Linked DNA regions of Mus musculus: region 2 is linked to region 1. The links are chromatin contacts, called in public promoter capture Hi-C maps. All regions are on one chromosome and are shown on one strand. Each heading gives the region's core, a stretch centred on a gene start, on an enhancer-like site or on the middle of the called end of the contact. The rest is flanking DNA. Distances are from core to core; before and after follow the strand shown.

The links. Promoter capture Hi-C pulls out the DNA fragments that hold promoters and counts their contacts.
Region 2: a contact with region 1 is called in a promoter capture Hi-C map of pre-B cells. The contact joins the promoter of Arfgef1 here to the promoter of Pcmtd1 in region 1. A contact is called at or near these places in 3 of 39 promoter capture datasets (the HPC-7 cell line, cranial neural crest and pre-B cells).

The regions. Positions count from the first base shown.
Region 1 is chr1:7,087,170-7,091,864 of GRCm38.p6, reverse strand. It overlaps Pcmtd1 (protein-L-isoaspartate (D-aspartate) O-methyltransferase domain containing 1), which reads right to left and starts at 2,945. Exons shown (of 6, transcript NM_183028.3): 1 at 2,649-2,945.
Region 2 is chr1:10,230,628-10,235,252 of GRCm38.p6, reverse strand. Arfgef1 (ADP-ribosylation factor guanine nucleotide-exchange factor 1(brefeldin A-inhibited)) reads left to right here and starts at 2,583. Exons shown (of 38, transcript NM_001102430.1): 1 at 2,583-2,882. The coding sequence starts at 2,759.

The DNA of each region.
Region 1 (4,695 bases), core at 1,696-4,195:
TGCAGTGAAATGAACTACACACTGAACAGAAGTGGGATTGTTGTACAAAGTTATTAATTATTCTAATTCTATTCCCACCAGGACAGAATAAAGGATACTTAATTAATAATTAGATATTATTCCAATATCTCAAAACTAAGAATTGTAACTCCATCTCCTTCTGCATCCATACATCTGATTCTAAGCAATCTTTTAAAAACTACTTTCTTTCTCCCTTTGCTTACTGACAGTCAATTCTCAATTTTCAGCCCCCTCTTCACTACTTTGGCTTCTTCCTGCAATCCCAACTTTGGAAGAACAACTCTGATGAAATCTAAAATGGCTGTTCTTAAAATTCCAAATGGAATGTTAGTACTCTCACATTTTGGTATGTAATAAACGTTGTGTTTTTTACACTGACCAAAGATAAACAAAGCCAAACAAAGCCCAAAAAAGGGAGAAATTAATAATGGTGGTGGTGGTGGTGATGATGATGATGATTTAAGCTGCAGATATAATTCCTTGTGCCTTTTATTTATAAAAAGAAAAAGGAAGAAACACAAGACCCCCAAACACTTGATTTGTCTCTAGCTACTCACATTAACAAGTCCCCAAAAGACTTTTCATGATAAACTAAAAAGCAAGCTTTCCCATCAGGCAAAGGACTGTTTTTAGCAGGAATCACGGAGAGCCTCAGACATGCCAGGAGCTCCAACTCCAGCCATTGCTTTTAATTTCTGAACACACTTAGCACATTCCCAACTCTTCCCACTTCTATAACTGAAAGTTAGTCTGTTGAAAATATTTTTCTGGGCTGAAATATTTTCGTGTGCACCAATATGAGACATCCAATACAGAGTAAGAGATAATGAATGGCAGATACTTAACACCTACCTTGTTATCCTGAGCAAACAAGAACTGCTCAAATCTTTAACTATACATGGGTTTCTCCTCAAATGCATAATTTGATCACACTTTATTTGAACTCACTACTGGTCATAGTTCCTTAAACTACAGTTAGTCACACCTGCCAGAAAATGAAAGTATTATATACTATAAGGCACAAACCCCAGTAACACATTTTTAATTCCCATGCAATAAGCAAAGTTTAATTTTGTCTACTTTGTATTCTTTTCAATTTACAGTGTTTCAGCTATTTTAATATGAAACCACCAGAAACCTCATCGAAAACGACACCAGGATAGTTTCCTACACTTATTTTCGATATTTTTGATAAGGCAGTTTCCATTCAGGAGGACAAGGCAGGGCCATAAATGCAGTTCAGGTACTCAGCCCACCCAGAAAAGCAGAGCAGGCGCTTAGTCAGGCACTCCAGGCCTGAGCTGACTGACCACAGAAGCAGGAAGACACTACTTAGGCTTTTATTTAAAAACAAAAAAGTACCAGCATATTGTTGACAAAAACAACGAAAATACCATAGATCTCTTCAAGTCTTTTAAGTTCGATTCCTAAATAAATGTGCACAATTGTGTCTATGATTTTAAGGACAGGCCTGTTTGGAATAAGACGGTTGCCTATGATTACTTTAGTAGACTGTTTCCCTTGGAAGCTAGCAAGATTAGCACAATAATGCGTGCAGAACCACTTTTCTTCCACTTTCAGACTTCTCCCTAGGGTTCACCTTGCAAAATATTTAATCCGTGGTGGGTTTTTTTTTTTTCTTATTTGAGTACAAAATTTCTAAATGGTGACTTTCTACGAGTTTCATCAAAAGTAGCCTCCTAGAGTTTAAAGAATTAAATGCTGCTATCTAACCATATGGTATTTAAACTTTATGACATAAAGAAAAAGTAAACTTTGTGTAATCTTTAGGCAGTCATTCCCTCTCATGTAAACTCTGAGGTCTAAGCAAAGACTAGCAACCTGTTTCATATGAAAGTATCGCATGTGGCCTTAGATACTGTGAAAGTCAATATATTAAGTTGCAAAATACTGGCACGTAGGCCAGGCACAACAGCTCCTGTTTGATCCTAGCACTCGGGAGGTGGAGGCAGAAGCTAAGAGTTCAAGGTCAGCTTCCACAGCACAGGGGGCTCTATCTCAGCTTGAGCTATAGAACTGCGTCGCAAATCACAAAACATACAATAAGCTTTTAACTGACTCGCTACTGAAAGTGTGAAGCCCATGCTAAACAGTAACATTTAACAATAAAGTATGTTTTTAAAAAAAAGAGTGGAGAGTTCCGTATACTACTGGCCCAAAAATCTATATTCTATATAGGACTTTAATTTTCGTCTATAAACACACTCCTCACTTGCACCGACAAAATCCTGAAAGGCTGGATGCATACATACACTTGGGATCGGGTTACTCTGAGTAGTGGGAGCGTAAATATTGGGGTTGAGGTCCAGGACAGAAAGAGGGCAGGAGTCTTGTGTCTTCATTGTTTGGCAGCTTTTTTTTTTTTTCTTACAGAGCACGCAGTACTTTAGCTCCATTTCTAAGAGCATTCCTCCTCCTCCTTCTGTACCCAAATTCTTCAGATTTGTAAACGCACAGCTGTGGTTTCACGATTTTAAAAGAACACGCATAAAAGCAATAAGCTGTAAAACACCTTGGCTCTGCAAAACAGCTCGCCCTGTCTCTCTCCATCCGTTCTCCCGGCTGGTGTCTAAAATGCCAAAGCAGCGGACGCGGACCGCACTTACCGAAGGCGCAGAAGACGCTCACACAGCGGCAGCGCCCGCTCAGTCCCTGAAGCCCCGTCCCAGCCCCCGCGTCACGAGCCTGCGTAGGCGGGAGCCCTCCAGGCCAAAGCAGCGGCGGACCGGCGGCGGGCGGAGCGCCGCAGAGACAGCCGACTGGCCCGGCACAGCGTCCGCCAGCGCCGACGCGGGAGGGCGGAGCCCGACCCGCAACCCGGGACCCGGGCAGCTGGACTGCCCTAGTCGCCACCGCCTCCTGGGAGCTGCGCGTGCGCGGGGCGCCCTCCGAAGAAAGATGCCAATCAACGGGGCCTGGGAACACCCCCACCCTCAGCTGGGTTGGACTCCGCCCTCTCGCTGAACGCCCTGCCCCTTAACCAAACAACGCGAGGCTTGCCCAAGCGGCTGGCAGCTCCCGCGGATGCCGCGAGAGCTGGGGCTCCTCCTATTCTGTCGCTGTTTTGTTTGTGTGCTGCGTAGCTCGGGAGCGCAGGGTCTGGTGACTCAGTCCGTCCCCAGCTCCGCCTCCGGTCGGCGTTTTGCCGACTGGATCTACGAGGCCACTTCATCTCCAGCCTCTCCGCGGGTCTCTGTATCGGGTGATGGGGAGGATGCCTGCAGACCCGGCGCGCACCCAATGACTGGCGGCGGTGCATGCGTCGCCCCCTGTGCAGGCGCAGCTGACGCCTTCTTGGTCCACGCCGAAGCCCCTGCCTGTGTCGGTGTCGGGAAGGAGTGCTTGTTGAGAAGTGGCGAGGGTCAGAAGCAAGGGGGAGCATCTACATCTGTAGTCCTCCGCAGTAAACATGTCGATTCCTACTTTGGGACTGTATTTTTTGTTTGTTTGTTTGTTTCCAGCACATAAAAAGACACTGCTTTCCCAATGCTGTAATTTGTAACCAAATGCACGTTCCAGATGTGGTGGCACTGGCTTGTAACCCCAGCACTTGGGATGCTCAAAGTCTGCCTGTACTACATACATATATCAAGTCCCTATCAGGAAAACAAAAGGTCTTGAGGCCTAGGTTGCTGTCACCTACAGTAACCTTGTGTAAAGTGTTTAAGAACAGAGTAGTAAAATGAGAGCTTCCAATCACTTGAAAACTGGAACAAAGTTAACTTATGCGATGGTCTGACTTTCAGCTCACCTTTATGTCTCAAGTACGAAGTTAGATTTGGTGGCCTTTTAGCCCTTAGACTGAGGCTGTGGGCCGGATTCCTTAGTCCTATCTTTGTGTCTCTCCTAGAACCAAAGCACCCCTGGACAGGATGGGATCACATAACAGTCTTTGGGGGTTCGGTTTCTGATACTCTAGGCAGAAATTTTAGCAGGTGAAAATATTTTATCGAGTGGATGTAACGGCTCAGGGTGGTAATCCCAAAAGCTCCGCAGGTGACAGCAGAGATCAGTAGTCCAAAGTTATCTGCAGATACTTCATTTGAGGTCAGCCTGGGTTATATGAGACTGTCTCAAAAAAAAAAAAAAAATATATATATATATATATACATCTTACCATAAACATAATAAATCACATGATAAATTAGGAAGGTTTGGGAGTTTTAACAGAATCTCCAGGCTGTCCTCAAATGTGAAATCCTCCGAGCCTCAGCCTTCTGAGAAATCACAGATGAGTTCCACTTCACCTGTTTTAAAATAACAGTGAGACACTAGAAAACATTTTGGTTTTCTTTTTCTTTCATTTCAGTCCCTATGGGAATTTTTTTTGTTTGTTTTGTTTTGGTTTGATTTTTTAAGACAGGGTTTCTCTGTATAGCCCTGGCTGTCTTGGAACTCACTTTGTAGACCAGGCTGGCCTCGAATTCAGAAATCTGCTTGCCTCTGCCTCCCAAGTGCTAGGATTAAAGGCGTGCACCACCACCGCCCGGCTGGGACTTTTTTTATGTAGGCCTTTTTTTCTATTGAATAAGAGCTAAACACAGCTTTATTTTTCTTCTCTTCACCTTCAAGGGCTGAGATTAGAGGTGTGCAAAAATGATGATGTTTAATAAGAGGGATGCTAAGTACTGTGTTTATAAAACAGGACCAGGG
Region 2 (4,625 bases), core at 1,334-3,833, 3.1 Mb before region 1:
CCTTGCTGGGCCCCTCCACTCACCAGACCACAAAGATAGTATTTATAATTTTTATTGTTTTTGGTAATTTCATGTATGTATACATGAATCCATTTTAAAATCACCAATTTTATCACATCATTCCCTACAGACTTAGTTTATCTAACTTCTCCTTCCTTCAGTTTCCAGTTTAATTGACACTTTTTCTGGCTAGTTATCCCTGCAGTGAAGATCTGCAGTAGACTGCCTGCTGGCACTTCCTTTAATCATACTTCACACTTTGCAATTACCTATTCACTAGTTGTCAACATATCTCTACATACTATAAGCTCTACAAGGGAAGATATCATGGCTACCTTTGTCTGATGTCTTTCATCTACCCAAGTTTCTATTTGACAAGTGTATTTTAAGAATTCCCTATGCCACAACACAGTAGATGGTGGACACAGGACAAAATGGATGAGGTCCTTGCTCCTACGAGAGAAGTAGGCAACCAATAAACAAGCAAGATGACAAAATGACTATAGATTGCAATTAAATACACTGAGCTCTTCAAGGGCAAGGATTTCTCGGTTGCTCATATTTGACATCCATGCTTAGTATAAAAACAACAAACATAACTGACAAGTTTTACTTGCCTCATGTAAAATACAAAACAGTTATTCATGATGATGGGTTGTTCTGCTTTAAGAGTAATTCAGAGGCTCAAACTCTTTTGAATTTGTTGTTTTGCTATCTTTACTATACGGCCAAAGCTGTATCCTAACAGGAAAAGGGAGTAGCAGGTAGTTTCTGAAAATTTTTGTTTAATGAGTTAACCTATTGGCTACGTCTAGCTGCAAGGGAGGCTAGAGAATGTTAATGCGGCTAAAAACAGAGACAGGGTTTCTCTGTATAGCCCTGGCTGTCCTGGAACTCACTTTGTAGACCAGGCTGGCCTCGAACTCAGAAATCCACCTGCCTCTGCCTCCCGAGTGCTGGGATTAAAGTCGTTCTCTACGACGCCTGGCTCAGATAGTACTTTCAATGAAACCTGGTTTAACCCTAGCATTAGGAAGCAAAGACAAATTAGAAATGGAGTATGTTTCCCTGATGTATAACAGAATGTACATTATATTTGATGTAGGAGCAAAATGAATCTCTAATTTCGAAGATTTTAGTGTTTAAGATGAAGGTAATGGATTTGTAGATTTCTCAGGACAACCACATTTTGATGTATCTGTCCATTTTAATTGTATGTCACCTTCAGATTTCCCATTTTTATTTCCTTTGGCTTTTCATACGTCTCAAGTCTTGTCACTTTGCAGCGTTCACACCTTTGGATTCTGATTGCTGCATTAATATAAATCCACAGCTAACACACTCTAAGGAAAAGAAAGCAAAAGCTGTATCCTAACCGGGATCCCATGTTGCTGGAGACACGCAATAGCATGGAACCCCCTGTAAACCGGCTGCATTTATTTCATGGGATTCTTAACGTTTTCTCTCAGAAGCAATGCGGAAATTTGAGTTCTGTGGCATTAAAGCAGGCACAGTATGGTCAGGAGTATCTGTTCTTAAAGCTTTTCCATTCTGAAAACTCCGGATTAAAGGTAGAGAACGGGAGGGCTCTGTGCGGTACCTGAGTCAGAAGCACTCACCTTAACTTCAGTGTCAATCAGAAAAGGGCATGAAACCTAGGGTTTACTGATTTACCCTATTGAGAGATTTAAAAAGTGAAAATATTCCTGAATCTTCGCCCAGTGGTTTTTAGCTTACGTTTTGCAAAAGAGATCCATCTTGAAGTAATTGAAAGTATCGGTCAAGGATAGCAATTTCCTACACCTGAGAAGGAAATTTAGACCCCGTGTGGCAGGCGGAAACCAGGTGCGCCTGAGGGAGCGACGCGGGTGTTCCTGTGGCCCTAGGACCGCGAGGAACTTTGCTCCCCGGCGACCGGCTGTCCAGAAAGTTGGGGAAGCCCGTGCACGGTAGGCAGGGGTCCTGTCGTCCCGGCCTTGGGAGCGCCCCTGTGCTCCGATCACGCATCCCAGTAGCCCGCAAGAGCAGAAGCCCCGCGCCACGCCGTGCCGCGCAGCAGGACGCCCGCCACGCCCCACGCTGCCCTGCAGGCGAACGCGGGAGGCGGCGAGTCCCCGCCGGGCCGCCGTAGAGTTGCAGCTCCGGCCGCTCCTCCCGCGCCGCCCTCCGCCCCTTGCCTCTCGGCGCCGCGGCAGCTCTGGGCTGGCGCTGGCACCGCCGCCGCCGCCGCTTCCTCTCCGCAGCCGTTCGGCCGCTGCGTGACGCGTCGTTTCCTCTCAACATGGCGTCCGGGGCAGGTCGGCGGTGATGGAGGCCAGTCGGCGGCTGCGGCGGATGCTGGTCCCCACGGTAGCTAGGGCAGCCTCGCGCCTGCTGGCAGTGTGAGGCGCCGCCACCTAGGCCCTCGGCCCCGGGAAGACGGCCGCCCGGGCCGAGTGCCGCCGCCGCCGGGCCGTAGGGACGAGTGAGGCGGGCGGCCGGGAAGCGACCCCCGGGCCGACGGCGCCGAGGCCGGACGGGCGCGGCCCTCGAACGGCGGCCCCTCGAGCGTGGCGAGGCTTTCGACGCCCTTGGCGGCCCCGCGGCCGCTCCGCGTCGCCGGCCGCTTCCTGGTGCCGCCGCTGCCCTCCACGCCTCCTCGCCCCCACCGCCACCTCCTCGCCTTTCTCCCTCCCCGTCCTCATCCCGGTCCCCGTCCCCCTCCTCCGCCTTCCCTCCAGCCGCCGGGACCGCCGCCGCCGCCGCCTCCTCCGCGTCCATGTATGAGGGCAAGAAGACGAAGAACATGTTCCTGACCCGGGCCCTGGAGAAGATTCTGGCCGACAAGGAAGTGAAGAAGGCGCATCACTCCCAGCTGCGCAAAGCGTGCGAGGTGGCCCTAGGTGAGCCCGGAGGAGGCCGCGGCGCGGGGTGCCGGCCGCGAGAGGTGGGCGGCGTGGCGGGCGGCTCGTCCGGGGAGCCCTGCTGGCCGCCCGACTGGAGTTGACAGCAACTCGGCTGGACGCGGGGCACCGGCTGAGTGGAGGAGGATAGGCGGCCAGCCGGGGCCCCTGGAACTCGAGATGGTTACGGATCGCGAGGCACCTGGCTTCGAGTGGTCCACAGGACGGGATGGGGGGAGGGTTGTTGGTGGCCCCTGCGGTGCGGACAGAATGTCATCCTTTGTGATGGAGCAGAAGATGAGCTGTTGTTTATTAGCTTAGAAATTGAGGTGGGGCCGATCTGACGAGACTGAGCGTGGGGGAGGGTTCCGTATTGCAATTACAATAACTTTATGATTTGGCGTGGTACTTTGGGAAGAAAGGTTGAAGTTGTTCCCTCGTTGACAGTCTCGAGAAAGGGGGTTGCAAAAGGTGCCTCGAGTTTGCCATCTCTCTGCCCCAGCTACAGGAAAAAAGAGTAGTAATGTAACCTACTGGGCTGACCTGGAAGAACAAGACTAGAGGTTAAGGGGGTGGCGGTGGCCGTGTCTGTGTGGAAATGTGGAAGGAAAGAACCTTTAGATAAATTGACTTTAGGTAACACAGAAAGGGGTGTGTGTGAAATGAGAGAAAAGAGAAAGACAATGACACCCACCAGCCACATGTCTGGACAGTGGCAGCTGTTCTCAAGCTTCAGTTGTGATTTATAGTTCAGACAGAAGAGGTCTAGTGTAATGAAGCCACAGCAGGGCAAATCCCAAACAATACCTATAAAACCATTGTAGGCAGATAACGATTTGTTTGCGGTAGGTTTGGTAGGTCTAGTGCATCCATCAATAAGAGAATTGTTAAGGGAGAAGCCAGAACATTTAACACAGATAAATTTGTGATGCTTACCCTTTTGTTTATAGCCCTGGACCAGAGCAGCTCAACTTTGCAAGAAATGAAAATGGTTAAAAGTGATTTTTGAAAAACATTTTTGAAAGGGGACAAACTAACTTTATGCTAAAGTAAGGGGTCCAGATAGGTTAGAGACAATTTTGCATTTAAGTTTTGACTTAAGACTACCATTTAACTTACTCCAAATGTTACAGCCGCCCTTCCTCCTTTTTTTCTCAATACTTAGTAATATGAAAAACATCAACTGGATTTGTTTAACATCCACCAAAAAATGGTCCTTTTTGTTGGTGGTGTTTTGTTGTTAATGTAGTAGTATAGTGGACTTAAATAGTTCCTTCCTTTGCCCTTCATTGGTCATAAGTTCCCATTTTGTTATTGTAACTAACAACACGTTTCCAGGTGAATGAGAAGACTATTGTACAGTTGCAAAAATTGAATTTATATTTGGGTCCTGAAAGAAGTCATTATTAATTGGAGTGATAGGAAGGGTTTTAAGAACTTTTAAAATTATTGTGTGCTGTAGGGTTTTCAGTAACCTGGCAGGGTAAAAAAACAAATGAAATTCAAATTAAAGCTTTAGTATTTAAGAACTAAGCTTTGCTGTGTTAGAGTATGTGTGTCCATTTTTTTTCCTTTTTTTTTTTTTTTTTTTTTTTTAAGCAAGGGGCATGGGGGCATGCAGACAGGTTCCAAGTAGCCCAGGCTGGCCTAATATTTCTTTGTAGCTGAGGACAACTTGAACTTTCCTAAACCACTGTCTCTGATTTTGAATTCTGGGATTATAGACAAATGACGGCTTGTTTT